Linked DNA regions of Sus scrofa: all the other regions are linked to region 3. A link is a contact called in public Hi-C and HiChIP or PLAC-seq data. All regions are on one chromosome and are shown on one strand. The core of a region is the stretch at or near the end of the contact, and the rest is flanking DNA. Distances in the headings are between cores, read along the strand shown. Region 1 holds the start of ZFP91 (E3 ubiquitin-protein ligase ZFP91). Region 2 has its middle 41 kb from the start of CNTF. Region 3 holds the start of GLYATL2 (glycine N-acyltransferase-like protein 2).

What was found. Hi-C and Micro-C count contacts between places; a contact is called where the count stands out from the background. HiChIP or PLAC-seq counts read pairs in DNA pulled down with a chosen protein or histone mark.
Region 1: a contact with region 3 is called in an H3K27ac HiChIP or PLAC-seq map of alveolar macrophages. The contact joins the promoter of ZFP91 here to the promoter of GLYATL2 in region 3. A contact is called at or near these places in 1 of 5 promoter capture datasets (fetal skeletal muscle), 3 of 47 Hi-C or Micro-C datasets (embryonic fibroblasts and skeletal muscle) and 2 of 2 datasets of contacts at active chromatin or transcription factors (alveolar macrophages and skeletal muscle).
Region 2: a contact with region 3 is called in a Hi-C map of liver, with 2.1 times the contacts expected there. The contact joins the enhancer-like site here to the promoter of GLYATL2 in region 3. A contact is called at or near these places in 19 of 47 Hi-C or Micro-C datasets (alveolar macrophages, brain, embryonic fibroblasts and 12 more) and 2 of 2 datasets of contacts at active chromatin or transcription factors (alveolar macrophages and skeletal muscle).

Annotation. Positions count from the first base shown.
Region 1 is chr2:12,529,952-12,533,935 of Sscrofa11.1, forward strand. ZFP91 (E3 ubiquitin-protein ligase ZFP91) reads right to left here and starts at 2,330. Exons shown (of 11, transcript XM_021083007.1): 1 at 1,164-2,330. The coding sequence starts at 1,525.
Region 2 is chr2:12,452,493-12,456,278 of Sscrofa11.1, forward strand. No RefSeq gene overlaps it. Among named protein-coding and RNA genes, the nearest start is that of CNTF, 41 kb to the right of the region's middle. Within about 2 kb of position 2,034, at least 2 of the 83 cell types and tissues checked have an H3K27ac peak or open chromatin away from gene starts, as enhancers often do. A contact at or near this core is called in liver, where this site is marked.
Region 3 is chr2:12,278,094-12,282,047 of Sscrofa11.1, forward strand. It overlaps GLYATL2 (glycine N-acyltransferase-like protein 2), which reads left to right and starts at 2,000. Exons shown (of 8, transcript XM_005660879.3): 1 at 2,000-2,113. FAM111B (protein FAM111B) reads right to left here and starts at 1,293. Exons shown (of 4, transcript XM_003353861.3): 1 at 1,096-1,293; 2 at 749-798.

The DNA.
Region 1 (3,984 bases), core at 1,080-3,579, 250 kb after region 3:
TTCAATAATTTGAAAGCATATCTAATACATAATACACACTGAATTTTATTTCTCTTCCTCAGAGTCTTCTAAGACAAGCATGCCAAGGTCACAGACTTCACTATTAATTTTGGAACAGGTATGTTTCAAGTTTTAAATCTACTGGGTCTGTATAAGCCAAATCTTGCCATGCTCTCTGGGAAAGTAGGGTGGTGAGGGGAGGATTTAAAACTGACTTCTGTCCCCATCTTCAACTTCCCCTGCTTTCACTAATTTTTTCACTTTAAAGTCAAAAATGTTTTCAGTAATGAATTCAATGGCTAATATGATTAATTTACAGATTTACAAACACCTGTCCTTCAGTATTTTTAACATAGAAACATTTTAACAACTTAAAATATTTATATTCCTAGTCATGTATTCTTGATTCCTCTATGATCTCTGGGCAATACATGAATTCCTTTCACACAATTCTAATTTTTAAGGACTAAGTTCCTATATTAAAACATACACAAAAACAAAAACATGCTGCTTGTCAAAAACTTAAAACTTATCTAATCTTGTTATACTTGTCAAAAAATTAAAGTTATATGAAAGATTCTATACTTAAAATTGAGAGATTCATGTTTTTACCCTACTCTTAAGTACCAGATTTTGGAAAGAGTGAAAACTGCTGCGAAAATTTAACAGAGTGAAAAAAACTACATAACGATACTAGTACAACTGGCCCTTGGGCTAATTAATGGGAAATGGGGAGGAGACAAAATTTTGAAGGCTAAGCTCTAAGAGCGTGCTGTAGATTTCCTAATGGAGAGGTGATGTAATACTGGAGAGCAGCCCTAAGAGGGAAAGGGATAGGCTGACAAAGGGAGCGCAGATGCCAGGGTGGGGAGAAGCCTGAGGCGGCAGGGAAGAGGTGGGTCACTAGGGAGCACAAGGAGTGTATCCCACAACGGAGATTTCAAGAAAAGAAGTGGCTGGACCGGCAGGCGGGGGGGCGGGGGAAGCCAGAGAGGTCCGATAAGACCGCCAGCTAACAAGGAAGCGGTGTGACATCTGGCAGGCGAGCCGACAGGGGGCAGAGCAAGCAGGATGTCACGTGGAGTGGTCGCTACGGGAGCCGAGAGGGTTGCGTGCGGATAGAGGGGGGTCTTTCCCACCGCCTGAAAGACTGCGTTACTCACAGGAGTCGCGGACTCTTCTTGCCCTGAGCTGGAGACGGGGGCTTCGCGGCCTGGGACTGCTGCCCTGGGGCGTCGGGAGGCCTGGCGCTGGGGCTGCTCCTCCGCCGGCGGGGATACTCGGCCTTCCTCCGGCGGGACACAGCGGCAGCGGCGGCGGCGGCGGCCGCCGCAGCGGCCCGGCCCCGGTCCCGACCTCCCCTCAGCACGCGGCTGGTAGTGGTCCCCGCAGGCGCCGCCACCGCCGCCTCCTCAGGGGGCTGTTGTTGGGGCTCCTCCGGAGCCGCCTTGGCCGCCGCCGCCGCCTCTCCCCCTTCCTGGTCCTGCTGCTCCGGGGGTCTCGGCTCTTCCGTCTCCCCCGGCATCGGGACTCGTCCGTCCCCCACCCCCTAATCCCAGGCGGCGGAGGCGGAGGCGGCGGCGGCCGCGACGCTGCTCCCCCCCGCCCCCCGGAGCGTTCGGCTCACTCACTGCGCTCCTCTTTTTCCCCCCCTCCCCTCCGCCCGTCTCCGAGGGCGCCCCCCCCGCCCCCTGCCACTCAAAGCCCGCTACTGCTGGCGGCGCGCGCGCGCCCGCCACAGGCGCACAGCGGGCCAATCGGAGAGGAGGAACAGCTCCTTCGCCCCGCCCCTCACAGTCTCTCGCGCAGCGGCGTACCGGGTTCCCGCCTCCACCCCTTTCTTCAGCCAATCAGGAAACGGCTCCGAGGGAACGCGCGAGGTTTCCTTCCCCGCGCACCCGTTCTCACCGTTAAACGGCTGCGTCTCGCGACAATCCCAAAGTGACCTTTTTTTTTCCCCACCTCCGAAGCTCAACGCGCGCGAGGGGCAGTGGGAGGGTCAGGTCTCGCGAGGAGATTAGTGGGAAGAAAACGCACCTCTTTCCCCTCCTGGCGCGCACCCTGAACTGGCTGCGCGCGCACCTGCCTCCCTAAGGAGCTGCTAATGCCGCAAGGGCTCTTTCTAGCTTTCTTCCTTAAGCCGCGGAAGTAGCCTCGGCGTTCTTCTTCCTCCACCCTGATCCCACTCTCCTGTCTGTGGCCTTTCTGTCCCCAGCGCCGCTAGGTCTTGCGGAGAGAAAGGGGAAATTTTTTTGAGCTGTCGCTTCTCCTTTAAGAAAAAAAGCCCCGTCGGCTGCCGGATGAAAGTCTCTGAAAAAATGGCGGCGGCAAAACAGAGGCGGGGTCGTGAGGGCAAGTAGGGCCCGCCTCTTAGCGCATGAGCATGGTTAACTTTTCCAAAGGCATCCTGGGAAACGAAGTTCGGCTTCTCCTACGCCTTAGGAAGAAAGCTAGGAAACCAGAGGCGGAGAGGCTTCTGGGAGTTTTTGACTGGTGCATGATGGGAAAGGTAGTTTACTCTTTCCGCAGTTAGAATTTGCTCTTCTGGGGAGGTTGTGTTTCCGGGTTAGGCCGCAAGGAGCCTGCGCAGGTCCGGGCACAACTGTTGATCCCGTTGCTGGTCGGGATTGCCTGGCAGGATTTTCCTTGCTTCTTTAACTTGGTGTTGGCGAATCATTTCTAGGGTGGCCACTTAATAGCCCTTACCTTTGTTTGGTTATATGGCACATCGTCTGAGACTGGCTAGCGTTCATATCTGCAATATCCGTCTTCTCCTGTGTCTGACCCACTAACCTGTGAGTGTCTCAAAGTCAAAGATTGATTGTGGTTCCATTGATTCATAGGGGGCTTAGCACAATCACCACCACTCATTTGATTTTTAATAAAAGTTTGTGGAAAGAATTGTAGAATTGTTTTTTTATTAGATGTCGCCGGGGACAAGGAACTGGCGTCAGTTGCTTAACCTGGCTGTGGTCCCTGGGCTGGAGAGAAGGATGAAGGGTTGTTTGCGTGACTCTGGTGACCCACCCAGAAAATTGAAGGCCTCCTTCACACCCCCCGCCCTGAAGCCGTGTGCTTCTGTGGTTTTTACTTGTTTTGTGTTGCACAGGAAGCGTGGTCAGAATAGCAGCTTTGTCAGAAATTACTTTTCTCTCCACCAACATGTGCAACTAAATTGCCCTAATGCATCAAAACGAAGTTTCCATTTGCTCATCTTCAAGTTGGATTTGGTGAGGGTAGTGAGCCTCTTGCGTTCCTTCCTTTCTGACTTTCATCTATTATAATCAAGAAGCGATCTGCAGGAACGATTCTTAACCATGGAAAATAAAACTCCGGAATTAAAAGTCTCCAAAGTAAATGAATAGAAACAAGATCTTGGGATCCAGTTTTAAGTGTCACATGAATCATTCAGTTAAACTGCAGTTGGAGTCCCACATTTGCAAGCCAAGGGCTGAGAACATTATTCCTTCCAGTGTTTTGGTTCAGTTACCACTTCAGATGGGCCAATGTTCATAGTCTTTGTGGAATGTTTCGCACTTTCATGGGGCTACTGGCATTTCAACTGTAAAAACTGTCATAGTGTAGATGGAAAATTTTCAAACCCCCATTTGCAGTGAGCATACTTTTAGAATGGCACTGACATCCAATGGCTGCTCAGAGTAATGCAGAGGTGGGATCTCCTTTATGTCAAAAAAAAAAAAAAAAAAAAAAAAAGTTTTGAGAGTCACAATGGAATGAAATGGAGAACAAATGATTCCTTTAGAGTAACCTAAATAGAGATCACTCTGTTGTAGAGGAAAGATTACAAACTTGGAAGATAAATCTATCTTATAGCAAGTTACAAAGCTACCTACTAATTCTGTTATCTTTAGCAAGTTACTATTATCTATTTCACCACTGGTAAAAATGAGGGTACTATCTATATCACAGAGCCATAGTTTTAGTTCTTTAAATACTGCCTTCTCATATTAGGCTTTTTTTAAA
Region 2 (3,786 bases), core at 784-3,283, 170 kb after region 3:
CCGGCCTCCGCCACAGCCTTAGCAACTTGGGTCCAGGTCTCCTCTGCAACCTCCACCACAGCTCACGGGAACACCAGATCCTACACCCACTGGTCAAGGCCAGGGATGGAACCCACATCCTCAGATTTGGAACCCACTCAGCCCCCACGGGAACTCCCCTTATTAGCTCTTAAAGGGACCTTCGTCACGTCTGCTCACCTTTAACAGACCCAAGCAAGCCACGGGGCCACGCCTCCCTTCAAAGTGAGGGAAGCCTAATGCTCCCATGGACCCAGGAGAACTTGTACCACCTGATGGACATCAAATGACCAATACCAAGTAGCAGGGTCACATCCTCAATGTCACACATCACTCTGGTCTCACGGAGAAGGTATACTGAAAATGATTAAGCCCACAGCTAGGGAGACACACTAGGAGCCCACGATCAAACTAGACAAACTAGGCAAATGAGGGCAAGAGATCTTGGGAGCTGGGCATGGTGAAGTCAGCAGGAGGATAGGAAGAGAATGGACTCAGGAGAGAAAGAGAAGCTTGGAGCTCCCGTCATGGCACAGTGGTTAATGAATCTGACTAGGAACCGTGAGATTGCGGGTTTGATCCCTGGCCTTGCTCAGTGGGATGTGGATCCGGCCTTGCTGTGAGCTGTAGTGTAGGTTGCAGACAAAGGGGCTATGATCCCATGTTGGTATGGCTGTGGTGTAGGCTAGCAGCTACAGCTCCTATTGGATCCCTAGCCTGAGAACCTCCATATGACATGGTGGCGGCCTTCTCCCCTCCAAAAAAAAGACAGAAAATATTTTCTTAATGTAATTTCAGAAAACTTTGAACCTCAAGAATTTGGTTTTATCATAAAGACTTGCTTGACAGAACACGTTGATTTTCCTTGGACAGATAACCTCTTGGGAATGAAATGATATATGCTCTGTCCTTATGCCAAGAAAGATAAAAATATCTCTGTATGTTTTAACCTGAACTCTGGGACCACTCTGGGCCTGACAGTCTACCATGTATGTCCTGGATGCTTCGACGTTGATCAAGACGTAGTGGATGGGGAGTTCCTGCTGTGGCGCAGTGGGTTAAGGATCCAGCGTGGCAAGCTTTGTAGCTGCAGCTTGAATTCCGACCCCTGGCCCAGGAACTTCCAAATGTCATGCGGTGGCCAAAAAAAATAGAAATAAAAAGTGATGGATGGAAGGAACTTCAATTATCTCTTCTGGGAAGAAGAGGGTGTGTTCCATGATTGGGAAGAAAATAACATGGTTTGGGAGCCGAAAATGGTAGGTTGTGACAGAGACAGTGTTTGTGTGTGCATATAATTTTCCCTTGTTTTATTGTGGCAAAAATCATTGTCTCTTTTTAGAACAGGGAAATCCACATAGTTAAAGACCGTGTCATTATGTACTTGTAGATGGGAACAGTAGCATATGTGGTATGTTGCTTCAGGGCCAAAACGGTTCGGAGTGCTGAAATAAAGAACTCTGAACTAACAGAGTTGTGGGATGGAAGCGCCCCAGATCGCTGATTCACTGTTAGCGAGATCCACCAAAATAATTCCTCCACCAGCAGCTCGCAAGGACATGAAAGAAAAATAAATCTTACTTCTGTTAAGCCAGTTAGATTTGGGGGATTATTTGTTACCTCAGCATAGCCTAGACCACCCTGACTGATACACTTGTACTGTTGGGGGGAAACAGATTTATTTTCGATGAGTCACCTAGTAGTACATCTGCGGCTCATAAGTGCTGTAGAGAAAAATAAGACAGGGAGAGGTTTGGCAATTTAAAAGAAAATTATAGAAAGGAAGACCTCATGAAAAAATGCCATTAGAGGAAAGTCCTTAAGGAGACTATGATGTGGCCATGGGGGAAGAGTTTTCCAGGCAGAAGAAACAAGTGTGGAGTTCCTGCTGTGGCTCAGCTGGTTAAGAACCCAACATAGTGTCCTCCGTGAGGAGGCGGGTTTGATCCCTGGCCTCACTCAGTGGGTTAATGATCCAGCGTTGCCACAAGCTGTGGCCAAGTTGGCAGATGCGGCTTGGACAGAGTGTGCCTGTGACTGGGGCCTGCAGCTGCTGCTCCAATTAGACTCCTAGCCTGGGAACTTCCAAATGCGCAGGTGTGGTATTAAAAAGAGAAGGAGAAGAAGGAGAAGAAGAAACAAGTGCAAAGACCCAAAGGCAGGAGGAAGGCTGTCAGACCAAGGGACAAAGAGACCAGCATAATAAAGGGAAGAGTTGCAGGAATTAAAATCAGAGCAGTAGCAGCGGGCCAATCTGGGTAGGGTCTTCAGGTCTGTGAGAAGACTGTGGCTTCTGTTCTGAGCTGAAGAGCCCTTGTGGGGTTTTGGCCAATGGACGGACCCATGAGACAAATGAGGGGGCTGTGTCGAGAGGAAAGTGTAGGAAGGCCAGGTTGGAAATGGGAGGAGAGAGAGGCCTGGACCAGGTGGTAATGGTTTAGGTGTAAAGTGTTAGGATGCTGTAAAGGCCGAGCCAAAAGGATTTGCTGACTGATTGAACATGGGGTGTGAGGGCCATGAGCATGTACCCTTCAGATCTCCTGCTGCAGGTCATGTAAGTAGCCCAGCAGCTGGTTCCAAAGTCCACACCTCTGTTGCTCAGACGCTGTGTGTTCCAACACTGCTTCTGCCCACAACAGCACAGCAGAAAGACTCGGGGCTCCTCCGATGGGCCGTCTCTCTCAGGCTCCCCTTATCACCTGAAGAGGAGTGAGGCATGAATTTCAGACTGATGGCTCTCCTGGTCTCTGCCATCCTTGCCCCCTTTTTGTCTCTGGATGTCTAATCCAGGTCTGGAGTCTCAGAAGACCTGGACTAAGTTTAAAAAAAAAAAAAAAAAGTAATTCCAGAAGGAGATCTTTGGTCTAATTGCGCTGTGTTGGTGGCAGGAGGAGCGGGGGGTGGGGGTGGGGGGATCTGGCGTTGTCGTCGCTGTGGCTCCAGTCACTGCTGTGGTGCGAATCCAACTTTGGCTCCAGAATTTCCACATGCCATGGGCACGGCCAAAAAAAAGAAAGAAAGAAATTGGATGGTTGAAGATGCCATTTCCTGAACGCATGTATAGGTGAACAACACACCCAAATCCCTACCTGTCTATTCGTACCATGTATTACCTGCTAGGCAATCCGCACCTGTATTACCTGGATGGCTTGGTAGGCAGCCCCTTACAAGAATCAGGACAGGGCTGCCTGCAGACCCCCAAGCAGTCCCTGCGCAGGTCTTCCTCTCAGCCAGCAGAGGGCAGCAGAGGTAGCCAAGGCCTGTAGAATAAGCCCCACTTCTCTTACCCTCTCCCCACCACCGCCACCTCACCCTGGTTTCGGAATGGTGCAAAAAGCAGGAGCCCATCTGTTTTAAGGTATTGAGATTTCAGAGGACTTTAGCCTACTGCATAGGATCCAAGAGGTGTTGCCTAACTTTTATTGCAACCCAACTTCTGGAAACACTGTGACTGCAGCAGCTTATGGCCTGAACACACTTGCCAGGGAGAGAGTGACCCGTGGGAGGTTACTGACTGGCCAAGAAAGAGGTGGGAGTGGACGCTGCAGCAGGGAACAGTGCCAGCCCTTACAGGGGGGTAGTCTCAAATCAAGGACTGCAGGAGCACAGGGAATAATAACGTGGGTCTCATTATACGTAGGTAAGAAATGGGAAAGTAAAGGCATTGCTGAATATTTAAGTGGAAATGTCTGAAAATTGTCCCCCTCTGGTGCCTCCCAAGGTTTTTGGCACATGGTGAGGATTTGATCAACATGTACTGCTTAAATG
Region 3 (3,954 bases), core at 750-3,249:
AGACCTCAGAGCTGTTAGCTTATAGCCTGGGGAGTGTTTCCAGGCTGTGTGTCAGGGAAGCGGGACACAAGCAGAGCCTGTCAGTTTCCTTGAGTTGAGAAGAGAAACTAAGAGTCACGGAGGGCCCAGGGGGCTAGAGTTTGTAGAGAAGAGTACTAGAAAGCTACAGCTGCCCAGATGGAGGAAGTGTGGCAGATCTGTACTGGGTTCCCTTCCCTTGAAACTGCAGCTTAATATTGCTCAGTGCATGAGTGTAAGAAACTGCTAGAAGCCAGGAGAAGAACTGCCCAACAGGAAAAAAAGGAACAATTCTGAAGCCCATACAGGGTTGAGAATAGTTTCTGTTTCCCAAAGGCAAACTAGAAAACTTCATAATTCATAATATACCAGGCAGTCTCTTCAGAAAGGTATTGCCTCTACACTCAATAGGACAAAATTAGTCCTAGATAAAGGCCACTCTGGTCTCACCTGACAAAGTTTAAAAGCAAGGCTTGGAAGGATGACTCTGTTTCCAAACTGTGCACTAGAAGGAAGTTCTAGAATATTGATGAGAATAGAAGCATTTCTTGAACACCCCCCCCCCATGTGAAATCGGCAATGCTTGATGTCCAGTCAAAAATTACCAGGCATAAAAAAGAAGCAGGAAAATATGATCCACAATGAGGAGAAAAATTAGTGAAAAGGAACAGATCCAGAAGTGGACACAGCTGACAGAACTAGGAGACGAGAATATTAAGACAGTTATTACCTTAGACGTCTGGCCAAATAAAGTGCCAGGGACCGGATTTACCCTCCAGTCTGAAAGCAAAACGGACAAAAGTAGGCAAAATCGATGGAACAGTAACTTCCAAGGAACTTACATGCGCCCCCCTCCCTCCCTCCAAAGCCCCACCGCACCTCGGTTGGAACAGCTACCTAGACTATCTCAAAGCCTTTCCAGGTGTAAAACTCTTGAGGCTGGGGAGTGGTTTACCACAACGGGAGGATGCCTCAGTCCCTCTCCCTCCAAAACCTCCTAGGATCTGGACTGAGATCCTTCTAGCTAGCGCCCTTGACAACCATCCCCTAAGAACTCCCACCGGAGGAGCCACTCACAGAAGCTGTGAATCTGCCCCAACAGTGTCTGTGCCAGCCTTGCTGGGATCCAGAAGAGGGGCGATGACGGCGCTTCGCTGAGGCTTCCTGGAATGTTCACCCTAGCAAGTGAAAGCGAGCAATGCGCCAGGGAGTAGACCGTCGGGCGGGAAGCTGCAGAGGCTGTCTGCGCTCTTCCGACAGACACTCATCCACTTTGGAAGCCGATTGGCCGATTCCGGCCTCTGAGCGGGTGCCAGAAAAAGATGGGTGTGGACTGCATCACGCGGGGTAACGGGGAGAGACGTGCCCAGCCGCGCAGATGGCCGTGATTACCCCGCCCCGGTCCTGTTCATCCATTCCCTTCCCACCCTAGGTCCACAGCCAGCTTCCTTGTTCCGGGTCAAACTTGGAGCAGTTATTTCCCTTCATCCCTGCCCGCCAAATCTGCATCTATTGTAGTCGGGAGAGTTGCTGAGCTAGCGAGGGGCGGTAGAGGGAGGAGCGTTCTGCCCGAGGGTCAAATTACACAGTGGCGGCTTGGGGTGGGAACGGTGAGCCCCGGAGTCGGAAGAGCAGGCCCAACAGCCTGGTCGCTGAAGCTGAGTGAGCGGCCATCGCATCCCCTCAGCCACTCCAGGATGGGCAGCAGCAGTGGACTGAGCTTCCCAGGAGAGGCTCCTGGCCCGGAACCTGCGGGGTTGTGGCCGTACACTTCGCCAGCTTCCAGCGCATGAAGTGGCCCAAAGCAGGCGGCAGACTTGGTGTCCCCCGCAAAAGTGACAACTTCATCTAGAGGCTGTTGCACAGAAACTCTCCAACCAGGAGGAAGAGACCAGCAGCTGCCCTCTCGGTTCCCAGAACGTGCATTAGAAATTTCCAGTCCTAAGGGGGCTGCAGCGTTACCCATCTTCCAACTGATGACCAAAAAGTGGGCTTGAGAAAACATTTTACCGTTTAAGAAACTGAACAGGAGGGGGTGCCTTCGTTTTGGATGCTATTTTTGAGAAGCTGGTCAAAGAAGGGGAAAATAGAACTGGTAGGTGATGAGTAACCCTTCCTTTTGAAGTAGAATGGATGTTTATGTAAAGACTGATGGTGTTGGGATACTACTGACAGCTTTTCTGGACTTAATGTAAACTATATACAGAGCAACTGTGATCATTGTTTAAATTCCAGGTGCTCAGTGGGGTTTGGACAGAGTGAACCTTAGAAGTGTAATTGTAAAAATAATATGAAAAGGCTGGAAGAAAAGAGAAAAACTATGATAATTTGATCAAATCACGGCTCTTCTTTAAATCATCTTAAAGTGGTACAAGTGACCGGTACTAACATACACAGAAGGAGGACAAATTTTTGCCCAAGGGGACTTGCTGATTCTCATTTCTTTGTAGACTGGAGATGTTAAAAAAAAGTTATGAAAAGTAAGAGGCGTAGGGGAGGGTGCTGTTGATGTTGCCTGATGTTTCTGAGGACGGAGAATTTGTCCTGGAAAGGATCATAACTTCAGGAGTACTCGTATTTGCCATGGTCACTAAGCAAACTGTAGGTTACGTTAAGGAGTCTGGATTTTATTACAAATGTGAGATTTATTCTAAACAGAGAGTTTGAAGCAAGGGAGTCATATAATCTGATTTTTAAAAAAATCACTGGCAGCTATAAGGGCGACAAACTCTGGGGGACAAGAGTAGATACAGAAGGAGAAAGCGATGAGGGGGAGGTTACCCCAGGTTTCCAGAGATGTGGTAGGGGCAGGCTGCAGTGGTAGTGATGGAGGGGCGAATGCTGTTTTGATGCTGCATTGATTTTGAAGGGCACGTCCACCGGTTTTGTTTATGGATGGGAAGTTCAGGAAAGCAGAGAAAAAGAGGGCTCAGTGATGATTCCTGGGCTTTTGAATGGAGCAACCTGAGCAAGGATAAAGTCTCCATTAACTGGTATGGGAGATCCCAGGCAGGAGGTGTTTCTTCTTCTGCTGCTGCTGCCGCCGCCGCGTGTGTGTGTGTGTGTGTGTGTGTGTGTGTGTGAATTCTGCTTTGACATGTTGATTTAAAGATCCTAATCCATTCCAACTGTGTGACGAGGAGTGAAGTAAAAGCAATCACATTCAATATATGATAGTGAGTCCCCAGGGAGGGTCAGGAAGGGACAGAAGACTGAACATGCCAAGGAATAACATAGACCAAAGTGAAAGAGAGAGAGAGAGACAGAGAAACTTGGACTTATGATGGTAACGATGTTGGCCATTCACTGACAAGTCTATTTGAGGTGCTGTGAAAAGGAAGAGGCAAAAAAAGAATTCAAAGGGCCATAGCTCAGTAGAAGATAAAGAAAAAAACCTGCCTTGTGTCCCCAGATCCTCTGTTTCTTAGGTGACGTTGAAATGTTTACCTCCCAGTGGGCGTCTGCCTACTCGTAATGGCATCCCACCCAGCACAGGATCCTGCCAATCCCCGAATGCTCTGGCTTCCAGAGCCCAGTGGACTGCTGATGCTTGTCACTTCCTATTTACTGGTCATCGGAATAGCACCTGAACCATATGTTTGCAATTGCTGGCCTGATGCCATTTGGGGTGTGTAGCCCAGCAGGACCCTGTGAGGCCTTCCTAGAGGGGTCCCCCACTCATGTCTTCCACCTGCCGTTTTGTCTATAGAAAAACTTTAGTCAAAGAATTCATTTAATCAGGGAAGCGAGAAAATGGAAAACAGCCAAGCAAGACAGAAGAGTAATAGTTCAGCCATTCAGCAAAGTCAAGAACCTTTTGTTCTTCCTCCAGAACTCTAGATAATATTCCGAGCCATGCCCTTGGAACTGTTTTGCAGGTGCTGAAGCCCCCGCCAGGTGGAAGGATCAATTGCATGCTGTCCAGGAGCAGGTAGA